Regions from separate parts of the Mus musculus genome. Here region 2 is linked to region 1. Evidence: chromatin contacts called from public HiChIP or PLAC-seq data. All regions are on one chromosome and are shown on one strand. Each heading gives the region's core, a stretch centred on a gene start, on an enhancer-like site or on the middle of the called end of the contact. The rest is flanking DNA. Distances are from core to core; before and after follow the strand shown.

What was found. HiChIP or PLAC-seq counts read pairs in DNA pulled down with a chosen protein or histone mark.
Region 2: a contact with region 1 is called in an H3K27ac HiChIP or PLAC-seq map of embryonic stem cells, with 4 times the contacts expected there. The contact joins two enhancer-like sites. A contact is called at or near these places in 3 of 484 Hi-C or Micro-C datasets (the G1E-ER4 cell line and embryonic stem cells), 4 of 115 datasets of contacts at active chromatin or transcription factors (all in embryonic stem cells) and 1 of 9 other capture datasets (embryonic stem cells).

The regions. Positions count from the first base shown.
Region 1 is chr12:45,620,316-45,627,157 of GRCm38.p6, forward strand. No RefSeq gene overlaps it. Among named protein-coding and RNA genes, the nearest start is that of Gm33680, 160 kb to the left of the region's middle. Within about 2 kb of position 2,751, at least 3 of the 459 cell types and tissues checked have an H3K27ac peak or open chromatin away from gene starts, as enhancers often do. A contact at or near this core is called in embryonic stem cells, where this site is marked.
Region 2 is chr12:45,829,164-45,836,005 of GRCm38.p6, forward strand. No RefSeq gene overlaps it. Among named protein-coding and RNA genes, the nearest start is that of Gm33811, 140 kb to the right of the region's middle. Within about 2 kb of position 4,333, at least 16 of the 459 cell types and tissues checked have an H3K27ac peak or open chromatin away from gene starts, as enhancers often do. A contact at or near this core is called in embryonic stem cells, where this site is marked.

The DNA.
Region 1 (6,842 bases), core at 1,501-4,000:
GTTGGCAGTTAGGCTGCTGGAAGATGCTCATCTCCCCAGAAACTCTTCCTGGTTGTGTGACATGGGGAAAGCTAGTGTGAATTCTTATAAGCTTCAGCTCTCTGGGATTTTAAGTCTTCCTACCTCTGGGAGGGGATGTATGAATTCAGAGGAATTTGCTATGTGACTGAGTAGAAGGAAAAGTTTCTATTTCTTCACCATGAATGGGAATCTTTGTAATTTTACTTGTACATTTCCCTGATAGCCACATAATTTTTGCCAATGGGCGTCTTTTGCAAACTATCTGTTCTGAAAACCTGGTAATTTTTTGATTAATTTACTTAAAGCATATTTCATCATTGATATGCTAAGTAGTTTCTTTTTGCCCATCTGTGTTGGCTGAGAACTTTGGTTATCATAGGTACTTAGCCACCCAAGTGTCAAACTCCTCTTTAACACATTTATTCTTTCTGTGGTGAAGTAGTACGTAGTGGACTAGGTCATGTTTTTCACTAAGAGTGACCTTGTTACTTCTGTTCATACTTCAGTAATCAGTGTTACACATCCTAATTTACTTTAAAATGAGTTGCAAAGTAGAGACTTATCATGAGCTTGAAAACAAGTGAGAATACAATCACACCTGTCCCCCTTGACTACATGGGTCTTTAAGACACACAGTCACTATATTTGGAGATTGTCAGTTGAAGAGTCACTGTGACACCATTAAGGTATTGCTTTTCCTTGACTGTACTTTGTGTATGGATGTTGGATAATTTGTGGGAAAATGAAAGATAAAGTGGTTTGAATATCATTCCTTGATAGAGTTTCTTATCACCTTTCCTGTATTCTTGTTTGAGGTAGACAATATTTGCTTTTTAGAAAGTGCTTTTGCCTCAGTATCAGTACTTCTATCTTGTATTTGAAAGACAAAGTATTAGGTAGCCCATGTTGGCTTCATGCTTGCTATATGGATGGTGCTAAGCTTAAACTCTGACTCTTAAGTTTTCCTGACTCTGCCTCCCAAGCTATGGCATTAGAGTCACTCTCCAGCATTCCTGACATCATTGAAGGTGTTATAAAGCACACTATCTAGATCCATGTCTGATTCCTTCACAGAATAAGTCTGGCTAGTTAAAAGGGCTGATTTGATGTCTGGAGGGCAAACTCTAAATACTCAGGCAATGAATGAAGCTTCTCATGGGAGCTAACTTTTCTGGTAAATACAGAAAAATGCTAAATTCTCTTTGTAGAGTTGGATTTGCTGTTTTGTGGAATATATTTGAATATGGATGTTCCAATGGGATGCTCCCTCTGATAGTCACAGGGATTAGCTGTGGCATTTGCACAGCTGCCAAACAATCAAGAAGGGAAACAACTCCTATAAGGTCACACAACTTTGGAGTATCTTCATTTATTTCCTTTCATCTGTTAACTGTGGATCAGTTGATACACAGTAGTCATTTCAAAAATGTTCTTATCTTTGTGGACATAAAAGAGTGAAAACAATGTTTTCAGTAATAGCCATTGTTATTTGAGGAACCACTCCGAGATGATAAGGAATGTGGATATGTTAACCTGTTTGTTATTATCAATAATGATGAAAGAGTGTTATCACTCCACTTCACAGTGGAGGAAACTGACTTCCAGACCTCATATATCACCCTTCTCCAAGATAATCAGATATCCTAAGTAAAGGGATTTAAACTCACATTTGTCTGATACAAAGGCTTGGGTGCCAAATATGTGAATAACTTCAGTGTATTGCCAGATAAGCAGCTCAGATCTTTGAGAGAATCTATCTGCATATCTTTGTTTCGTGACTAAGGAGAAAGCAAGCAGTTATTACAATTGAATGATTATGATTTCATGATCAGGACTCGGATAACATTTTACAGATGTATCCTTCATTGTGTTCTTACAAAGAGCACCATTTAGTAAGAACCCAGAAAGTACTTCTCCAAACTTTGATGTGTCTCAGAATACTCTGGAAAAACTAATAAAGAACATGAAGGTCCAGATTTGGTATATAAAACAAAACCATGTGGCTGGGGTCTTGGTATTTTCACTGAATCTTTTAAATGCATGTCTATGATGGCCATCAAAGTTTAAGAAACACTCTGGTGTTTGTCAAGAAATTAGTTGTGGTATTAGTTATAGAAGGTCACATAGAGTTGTAAGCCAAGTGATGGTAAAACCAGAATTTTATGCATATGTTATTATCAAATATTCAATGAAGACTTTTCCATACTGCTCTATGGGATGAAATTTCGAAGAGTAGTTAATACATGTAATAAATACATTGTTTCCCACCCATCTGAGAACTTTTGGTGGTCGAATTTCTTTCATGACTATTCATAATACTCAGTAAAATATAAATAATTTCAATAATTTCTGAAATAAAAAAACACTCCAAGATTTTATTGAACTAAGTTTTATCAATTTTTGAAAAGTTGTACTTGCCAAACCCAACTATACTTTTTACTACATATTTTACTATATAATTTTACTACATATAAATGAATATACTCAGGGTGCAAGCCTGAGAAACATCAGTGCAAGAACAAAATAACATAATAAAAGGCAAAATTAAATTTTAGCAAGACTCTATATTGAAAGAGATGAGAGTATTCTTGCTCCAGGTATGTAACACCCCCCGCCCCCCAGCCTGAAACTTGCTGATTCAGACTTTGACCTTGCTGCCACTAAGGAGATTACCTAGGGTGGAGCCCTCTTGCCTAGATGACTCTATTGTTCTGCCACCAGCCATGCTGAGAGGCCTCTGAGATATTCCTGAGGTTACACCCTATCCTGCACATTGTCACCTGCAGCTGGTTCCAGGCTCCAAGAATGGATTAGTGGGGGGTGGGACTTCCCCCCCCCCTTTATAAGCACAGTTTTCTATTAAACTTTTGAGGCTTGATCAGGAACCTTGACTTGGCATCCATTTTTCTTTCGACCGCCTAGTTTCTGTCTTTTCAGCTCCAGTTTGCCTCCCAGGAGTAACCCTGGTCCATGTGAGCCACAGGCTGGCTCCCAACACAGGTAAAAATGTGAAAATGTAACAGACTACTGGAATAGTAACAAGGAAACTCACAAATATGTAATGAAGGGCTATGTTGAAAGAGTAAATATTTTAATGAGTAGAGTTGTGATGCCATGACAAGAAGAATGTGATAGAAAGGAAAAGTGAGATTTGTGGCTTTCAAGATTTTAATGAGATTCGTGGAGAGTTCTATGTAATAAGATGTATATGTTAAAAAGCTGTAATGAGGTGAATACGTGAGATGGTTTAATGAGCTATGTCTCAGGAAGTGTCCTGTAAGATGGGCATCCTTCAGGCTGAAATGAGATGGGTGAAAGGAAAGTGTAATGAGCTGGTCACATAAAGGAGAAACATTATAATTACATGCATAAAGGAAGGAAAAGAGAGTATATAAATTTTCAAAATATGTAAGATATAATGGGAACTTGGTTTTAGTGTAATAAGATGCAGAAATGAAATGACAATGAGATACAAAAATGGAATCGTGTAATGAGATATGTAAGGACTGTGTAATGAGATGTGCATGTTTAAGGGGTCTAATAAGATGCAAGTTGGGAAAGGTGTAATGAGATGAGCACGTTAAATAATCTAATGAGTGGCATGAAGGAAATGATGTCATGTCACAGGAAAATTGAAGGAAGAAATGAGATGTACATTTTAAGGACCACGATAAAATGGATGAAAGAAACCAAAGAGGGTAAGAAGATATAAAAATCAAATCTTGTTATTATGGGGGTGGTGTGTGTAATAGAAGAGGTGTGTCCCTCGTGTCATCTTTGAGATCATTCTTTTCCAAATACTTATCCAAACATATACTAGGCACATTCTTTTGAAAACTGTAGAGATTTAAATGATTCTCATCTTCAATGAACCATATATACCTACAGGAATATTCAAAGTTAGGTAATAATGCAGTAAAAAAAATGTTACAAGAATGGAATTGTTTATTCATCAAAATATTTACATATTTGAGGTAGTATTGCCTTGTACTCATTCCACTTACTTAATGCTGTTAAATGTTTTTGTCTCTTTTCTTCCTCTACTATTTATTCTTACTTTAGTTGACCTTGTCTTTTCAGAAACTCAGACTAATATTCCAATAACCTATTCTATATTATTTCCATCTTAAAAACAAAACAGAAACAAATAAAATATAACACAAATGTATTTTTATTATTTGTTTTTTTTAAATATATTAGACTATAGCTAGCTTCCTGTGCAATGATTGTAAGATAGCTGTTTGCTCTTCCTAATGAGGATTAGATCTAATTCAACTGTTTACACCCATTGGCAATAAACCTGAATATTTATTAATTCTTGGGTAATTGGTAAGACATAGTACTGGGAGATATTACTCATAAGACTCCAAATAAATAGTAGACTTGGTAATAGTGAACACTCAGTAACAGAGAGAAATTGAGGTAGTTTACTTTCAGAGAGTCCTCAAAATCCAGATTCTTCAACACAGAGCACTTTATTCATGTGTTTCTTGAGGAAACTGCTCTTTACTCTAAAGCACCAACTCCTCAATGAGCATGCCTTGTTTCTTACCAGGCATTTCTTCACTTCATCTACAAACACTTCTATATATTCAGAAGCTCAAGTGCTATTTTAATCAAACTTGGAAAGAATTAACAGAGTGATTCATTACTGATCTCCTCAACTTGAGTACTTGTTGTCTCAGATCTTGCCCTTCAGTATTCTTCAATCCAAAACAGCCTCCTGGGATGACAAACCCAGGGAAATCTGCAGTGGCCTCACTTTTTGTCTTAATGTTTGTATTCTTTGTTAAATTCACCTGGGAAGGCAGATAGTAACAAAAATAAAAACAACAACCCCAAAACTCTTGTTCAATAAATGCAGCTGTGCAGTACTTGTAGCATGCTCAATCAATTACGTAGAATGACCCATAGCAGGTACAGCATAATGGATCCAAGACCCAGAGACAGCCTCAACTTTGTTCTAGGAAGCATACACTCTGCAGGTAATAGAGGAAGTGCATCTCTACTTTCTCAGGACACTGGCCTGTTTTCACTTGTCCTTTGTCCAGTCAAACCTTATCAAGGATATTGATTTATTCCAAATATTTTTCTCAGCTTTTTCAATCCTCTTCATTCTCCTGGACCTTTGAGCTAATTCTGGTGATATATCCCTTGTGACTTCAGCCAACTATTCAGCCATACAGATCATAGTTGTCTTCTCTGGCAAGGTCTATCAATTCCTCCATAGATTGGGTTGCTTTTCAAGTCATGATGAGTATCAACTTCAGCTTGAAATGTTCTATGTACTATATTCTCCTGAAAATAGGTTTTCTCACTTTATCCATTCTTGACTGTTCAGTGCACTCCAGGCACTGCAGGCACTCCTATTGTATGCTTTGACATTTTTGGCCTCTACAGTTTCTGCTGCTAGAACGAATACACAAGATGCCAGACTTGTGAAACTGAGGTTACTCCTGCTTTCAGCATGGATGACAACCCACTGTCTAACTTGCATACAGTCACCTCATACAAGAAATGAGTCCTTGCTTTTACCTGTTCTCCAAGCTTTCCATAGAGTATTCTGATTTTAAGGTTGTTTTTGCTGTTCATTTATTTGTTTTATCAGAACCTGTTTTCTTCCTCCAGCTACTCCAAGCTACCTTTCCTTCAACTCTCCCATGTCCGTGTTTCAAGATGATAATACCTTTTTATATGATTATATTTGTTACATGTACATGTGTATTCACAAACTCCCCATCCTTATCTATCTATCTATCTATCTATCTATCTATCTATCTATCTATCTATCTATCATCTATATCATTTTTTGTTGATAATAGAGTTTCAAAGTTGAGCAGGCTTGATTGGACAAACAATAAGTAGGCTCAACCATGGGAGATGCTAACTCTTCTTCTATAACAGTCAATAGTTGCTTGTTTTGTTTTCATGTTTTTTGTTTGTTTTTGTTTTTTTATTTTTTGTTTTTTGTCTAAGAGTAGGACTGATCGAAACTTTTCCCCTTCCAAGGGAAGGAAGAAATTAAATAATCCTACCCAGCCATAGCACCTGTGCTTCACAACAGTTACCATCAGGGTTAAAATAAGCATTACGTTTGCAGGATTTGTCATTCACATTTTGGTGCCAATGATCATGTCTTAAACTCTCTTCAACAGGCAGGACATCATTCCTGGTATTGAAAAACCTAGCTAGTTTCCTGGGGCTAGTGAGGCTATGAACCTTACAAAAGAACCTACTACTGTTACTTTGATAGACAAGCATAAATCTTTTGATATTTTAAAACTTGCTCTTTTACTCACTGATAACTGTATCTACCATTACTTATCAAAGGAAGTTTCTTTTTATGACAAATAGAGACTATCATAGAAAACAGTAATTGGACACAATGTAGATATCAACAGATCGTGTGGAATCCAGAATCTATGAATATATCTACATTTTAGATCTTACATCAATGGCCCAGAAAAAAAAATGAAGAAGAGAGGCAGAACATTTGTGAGACCCAGGGTTCCAGGGGTTGACTGTGAAACAGTGTCTCCCAGAAATGACCGCACAAACAATTTGATTTACACAAAGCCCTATCTAGTTCAGTTCTCAAACATCTGCATCCAGGAATGCCAATTCTCCCGGATTACTTTTTCCTCCAAGGAAGGACAGTCACAGTGGAACCCCATTTCAACCTTTGGAGATGGAAATGATCATAGATTTATCCCTAATATGCCTCATTGTAAATACTTGAAATTTTGTGTGTAATTTTGTGTGTGTGTGTGTATACACACACATATGTATATATATATATATATATATATATATATATATAT
Region 2 (6,842 bases), core at 3,083-5,582, 210 kb after region 1:
GTTGTATTTGCATTCCTATCTGAACACATATATCTCTACATCTACCTATATATGTGCTCATTGTATGGGCCTTATATCTCTATATCCCATGAATAGCAAAACATATTTGGTTTAACCTTTTTAAGCATTAGTGTGGTCCACTGAGTATCCAAGGTGCAAATTTCACTTTCTGCTGCTTTTATTTATAGTCCATTCCCCTCTATCATCCATAGTTGAACATCTCTGTTCACACATAACTTCCAGCAGCAATTGTTCCCCAGGAATACTGACTCCTAAGGAACATTAACAGCTGTAGTTGCCCCCCTTTCTGGTGCTGCTTTTATTACCTCATTCCTCTTCGACTAGGTCAGGACAGGACTACAAAAAAAATTCTTTAATTGCCACCATGATGGGAACTGAATTAATCTACAGCAGATGAAGAAGGATAATGAAATCATTTTCTTTTCTCTTGATGGTCTGTGCAGCGTCATCTCTTCTGATACACTTCAGCGTCTGACCTTTCAAACTGACAGGATGTTCACTGCTGGGGCTGTTTAAAGACATCTATCTCTGCACAGAAAAATGGAAGGCAGACATAGAAGACCGACTCATATTTGTCTGTGAATCAAGCTGTCATCTTTGTTCTGCCGGAGTCTGTTATCATGTCTGGACAAGTAATTATTCTCTAGGTTAGGTTCTTACAACCTTGAATTTTTTAGGAAAGTCCTTGAGAATGAAACAAGTCACTTTCCTGCAGCTATGGTCTCTGCATATTAGTGAGTTATATGGTGGCTTGGCAGCTATAACAGCTATTAAGCATCTAGACCATTAAGTATGCAGTTCTTTTAACTTTGCAGGAGTTTTGCCTCCATCTGTTTCCTCTAGTCATTAAAATCTTTATCTAGTTCTCCTACTGCATCTAGGCAACTGGCAGTTCCTTAGTGGGTGCTGGGACATCAAGGACATGGTGGGTAAAGAACAATATACCCTCTAGTTCCCTGCCTGTTCAAACTGGAATCATAAAGTAGGATGGAAAGAACTCATAACTCTCCTTTGTCCTCCCTGCAAACAAGGGAGCTTTTGTATGTTGCTGAAGAAAACCCAGTAACAGCTCTGCAAAGTGAAGTTGGTTGTGAAAGACAAGAGAAACACATCTCAGTACTAGAAATGCAAATCCACACTGATACAGCTCATCTGAGTTGTTAAGCAAATCAACTCTGAATTCAATAGTTCCAAGTGAAAACCTTAGGTCAGATTTCAGGGGAGAAAAATCCTTGGTGAGAGACTTAATAATGCATAAAGAGCCTGACAGCTCCTACAGAATTCTGTTTGAAATTGAGAATTTCTAGAATAAAATCCTCATTACCTCTCAGAAGAAAAACCATTTTTAAGAAGTTAGACAGTGATTCGGTCACAGGTTTGTTACTGAAAATTCAAGGTTGGATGTCTGAAGACACTAAATCCCAACTCCGTGAAGATGCCTTCCTCCTCCACTGTCAGGCTCATCCACCACCAGAAAGACATTCCCAAGCAGAAACCCATTCTACCCTTCCCTGGTCTCTCTGTTTCTGAACCCATCAGAACCAGTAGACTCTGGCACATTCACTGCAATTTTAATCTTTAGACTATCCTTAGCAGTATCAGGTCATGGCCTAGCACCCGGGAGCATCTGATTTTTATTGGAAGGAACAGGAAGACTAGAGCCAACAGCTAAGGGTGAAAAGCAAGGCGGCATTCTGCTGTGAAGAATGACAGAGCAGAACAAGGGGCTGGGAGGGCCACATGCTCATCTCTGAAGAGTTTATGACTCTGAACATTCTCCATTCTATATTTCCAGATAGGTGAGAGCCATATGCACCTGTTGTTTGTGCATGTGTAGTTCAAAAGAGCTTGAAAATTCTTGACATTAATTCATTGCATAAAATAATGGGTTTTGTTATGATTTTCCTATTGAATTATTAGGGAGGGCACAAATAAAACAAAATGAGCATGCAAAGTTACCACAATTTTTCCTATGCAAATATAAGAGAGATACATTGAAGAAATGCAATCTCAATAATAAAACTAATTCACCCTGAAGACTATTCAAGATAAATGGGTATTTCATGTGGGGTGATATCTTCATCTGAATATTTGGTAATAAAACAACATGTAAAATAGAACTCTCAGTTCTTTCAAAAATAAACATAAATATGGTTGTTGTTTATGCACGTGTTTATGAAGGTCTGTACTTGACAGCAATCCCAGAGTGCTACCAATGTGAAAGAAAAATTCTTATTCAGGATTCCTGGGTCCCAAGGATATTTGGGAACACTTGCAGAATAGCTACATGTTGTCACTCAGCACCATTCTCGCCTATGCCTTTTCCACTTGGGACTATAGCAGGCAACTTGTACACATGGCTGTTGAATGTATATAAAGCAGAGAAAATTAAAAGTTGGTCTTCTGTTAGAAAATCAATGCCTGGGCATCAGCTCTAGAAGACTGATTACTTCCTGTGGGGAGGTTTTTGTGCTGCGTGATTTAAACAACTTAAAGAGGTGAGAATGAGACAAGAGAACATTTTCACCTGCGTTTTGCCTTAAATTTTCTTATACCAATAAATTTTCTTCCTAATCTTTTTGTTCCTTAATCTTCTGATTAAAGTTGTTTCTTAAAATTAGGCTTAAAGGCTTTAACTATTCAGAAAAAAAAAAAAAAAACCTCAAGATTTTGAAATTCTTTTAGTGATCTGAGTTTCACCAAAAGAAAGGAGGCACCACCGGAAATAGGGTAACTGGTTGAGGTGATTAGAAAAGCCAGAGGGTTATCTTTCAAAAACTGCAGTTGTCAAATGGAGATTGGTCCTCAAGATAATTCAGGGTTCTTTTCTTTGTGGTACTTTGTTCTGTGCTTCAAAAGGAATCTTTGCATTTGGGGACAAAAATGGCATTAATTGAGTGTCACAGTGTGTCTTATCCAATCCTCAGGAAAGTTTTTATCTTTGGAATAAGAGTTAGGGTATGTGGGGGTCATATGTGAGGAGAGTGTAGGGCACATGCGTCGTGAGATGCCAGGCACTGATAGGCACTGCAGTGCTCTATAAGCTAAAATAAACTTCAAGACAGACTTAAATCTAATCGGTGACTTTAAAAGGTAATTTTGCAGTTGAAACCTGTTTTCAGAAATCTGGAGGCATAGAGTAAATGCCCTTCCAATGTCATTACACTTGAGTTCTGTTTTCTCTCTTTTGAAACTTATATTCTGAAACACAGGGGCATGTCTAGGATATACTTGTTTTAAGGCATAGAAACATACAATAAGCACACTTTGTTTTATGAGTGTGCTGTGGTGAGCTTTCAGACCAGTGATTCAGAAAGACATTTCAGTTGAGCTGTCTGAACTCACAAACTGGTTCTTTGAATATACATCACTAAGTTTTACCTAAACTCGCCCCCTCTCATGGATGTTACCTAAGCTTATTGTGTAACCACTGCCCTTGGTTTATGAAAGGACATGTCTGTCTTTGCTCTTGATCATGCCATCTGCCCACAGAAGGGAAATTTCCAGGCCAGTAATTCTGTTTTGCAACATTCACAGTTTTGCTAACCCCATAATGTAGCAGGAAGAGAGCTATTGTATAACATACAGATTACTGTCTGCAAGTCTGTTGGGGGTTGAGCTGTCCACAGGGGGTCCTTTTAGAGAAGCTGAAATTGGATATTTTCAAGGTAGAGGCACACTCCGGAGGACTCAGGAATCCCTGACTAAGGGCACTGAAGATCCTGTGCGAGCATCACATTCATGTCCTACAAGGAACTGATACAGAAATACCCTTCTTGTCTGCCATAGCATTGACCCTGTGCTAAACTGACTTCCAATGAGAGCTAAGGGCATTTTCCAGACAGAGAATGAAGAAATCCTTCTAAATTCCACCGCTGTGGCTTCAACCCCGCTCCAAATAAATAGCTCTGCTCCAATCATGTCGGAGGAAGGTAGTCGACATCTTTCTCTCTCTCTCCTCCGCACTGGGGATTTTCTAGTAAGTCATAATTCAATCCTTCATTAGAGGGAAGAAAAAATGTAAATTAAAAAATATCTCAGCCAAGCCATTCCCAGCAGCAATAACGGAAATCTCTGCTGGCTGAAGAAGAGGCCGCCAGACTACTATCAGAGCCTCTCTGTTTGCTATCAGTTTAGACCACAATTAATTTAAAATTTCTACTTCCAAAGTAAAGTGAGGGAATACAATAATCCCAATTTACTTTTTTAATAAAAAGCTTAAGTGGAAAGAGTCCACCGGGGATACTCAGCCCGGGCCAAGGTAATTCAAATCAGGGGGAGAGGCTCCATTTAAAATGCACAGTCACAGGGCAGCCGGTGTCTCTTCCCAGAATACTTCCTCTGGGCTTAAGCTGATTCTTTTATCTCTCCCCACCCCCTCTTCTGTTTTTTATTTTTTTAAGTGAAGTTGGACTTGCAAACACTAGCGGTAATTGCCTTAAAGAAAAAGCAATTCCAAAGAACCAGGAAGCTGTTTTCAAAGAATCCCCTTCAAAAGCTGGAGGCAACAAAAGGATGAAGATCCTGAAACAGATTGCACCCAGCATACAAAACATTCATCCAGAAACTGGGATCTCCCTGAACAAATGTGTTGAATCTTGTGCACAGGAGAAAGGATGGAGATTTGGATATGCAGACAAATGAGGAAGGAGTCTGTTGTTTATGATGCCAGATGATCTGATTAAGGCCAAAGGAAGCTACAGATCACAGAGGGTCACAGATGCCCTGGTTAAGATAATCTAGAATTTCTGGTTTAAGTGATAAGATAAAAACAGCAGAACCATTTTTACTTCACCAGAACTAGTGTTACAGACCCATTACACAAGGCTGTTCTTGGAACACAGGATTGGCAGAGCCAATGAAACTTGGTACAGGATGCAAGCGCTACAGAAGAAACACTCTGCCTGTCAGCATCCTAAGGCCAACTAGAATGGATAGAATCCTTATGGAGTCCATCTGCAGACAATGCCAATCACATCTCTTATCTCCATGACAACACAGATTTCTGTTTTGCTTTCATTTTTTTTTTTTACCTAGTTGCAGACCTCCACATTCTGTCATTGTATATGATCATGTGCCAATGTCTCCAACAGATCCACCTGTGACGCCTTTGTCACACACATTCCATTCCTCTATTACTGTATCAGCATGAAATAATGACTTTCAAATTAAGTTTTGTCTCCTCTCTTTTCTAAAACTCGGGAGTTACATAACCAAGTGTCTGTCAAAAATCCCCTGAAGTTCCTAAAGGCATCTGAAATCAAATACCATACTCATTATTAAATTCATGCTTTTGGGCCTTGCCTTCTTTATTTTTATTTATTTATACTTTTTTATCCCTCCGACTTTCCTTGTAACAGTAAACTCCAATGTGATATACATGCACGGGAGCTTTTGGCTGGGTGAGGACTTGAGGGTGGAGCTCTCACTGCAATAGAGAAGACACAAAATAAGAGTACACAGGAAGTGAGCAGTTCTCTACAAGAGCCAGGAGCTAAGAAGGACACCCATCTTGATGGCATCCTTAACTTCTTAGAGTTTAGATCAACAAGAACTCAGTGTGTGCCACAGACGAAATCATTCAATCTGAGTTTTGTTCGGGTAGCTCAAGTGAGCCAGTTCCCAGTGTATCCAGTCAAAACAAGACAAAGACCAAGCACAGATTTCTGACCTTTCTTCTCACTTGACTTGCAAATTTTATTACTTTCTACATTTGCATTGAATGTCCCTTTATCTAACTTTTTAACATGCCCTCATTTTTTTTTTTCCCCTCTGCCACTCATCTAATTTGGATCTTAGTCTATACTATCTGGATCGTTTTAATAGCCTCAAAAATGACCTCTGTATCTCCAGGCTCTCTTCATTTGCACCACACCCCCACTTTTGAAACCTTTGTAGTGATAAATCACCAATCCTTACACAATGTTAATTTAACTGTGCTGAGAACTTGCTTAAAAAATCCTTCAATGACCTTTCACTAATTTTAGGAAATTAAGAGGAGTAATGATTCCATATTAAGACTTATTTTACTGTTTGACCTTTGTCATTTACTGTCATGCTGTGCTGTGCTGTGCCTCACTTGTATTTCCCTAGACATAGTGCAGTTCTTCTTATTTTGCTGACCACCTCTATTGCTCCCTCTACTTGAAAGGTTACACACTCCAAATTAGCTTAGCAAATTTCTATTTTTCTTTCAAAATGGAGTTCAAATGTTACCTTGTTTGTAAAGCACTTTTAACCCTTTCTTTTTGCTTTCTTTAATATTTTGAAATTATTAAAGATGAGCAGGTAAATAAATTATTTGTTAAGTGGTAGAACTGTGTCAAAGATTAAAACCTTTAAAAATAATTTTACCTTGTTCAAATTTCCAGAATAAAGTTAATACTAATATCTAACCCTTTAATAAGTGCATAATCTCAGTGGTAATGTATTAAAATTGATTTCTAGTCCTTTAACTGAATTAAATAGTCTTCAGGTTTTTTTTTTAATCTGTTGATTAGAAGAAGCAGAGTAAAAAATATTTGGGGGGTGCACTCATATTGAAACATTTCAATCATCAGGCAGGTATTCTTTTGGTATCATCTCAAACAATTATTTGCCTAACTGTTACTGTCCACATTGTCCTACAGATGTGCAGAGAGTCACATGGGGCAACATTAGATATAAAATATACACATTTACAAGAGTACAAGAACCTGTAACTTGTTTGTGTTTCCACAATTTGTTCAGGGGCCCAGGTCACATTGACTATTGTCTACAAAATAAGCTTTTCCAACACTCTGTGCATATCAACACACAATATCACTACCATAATGGTTTTT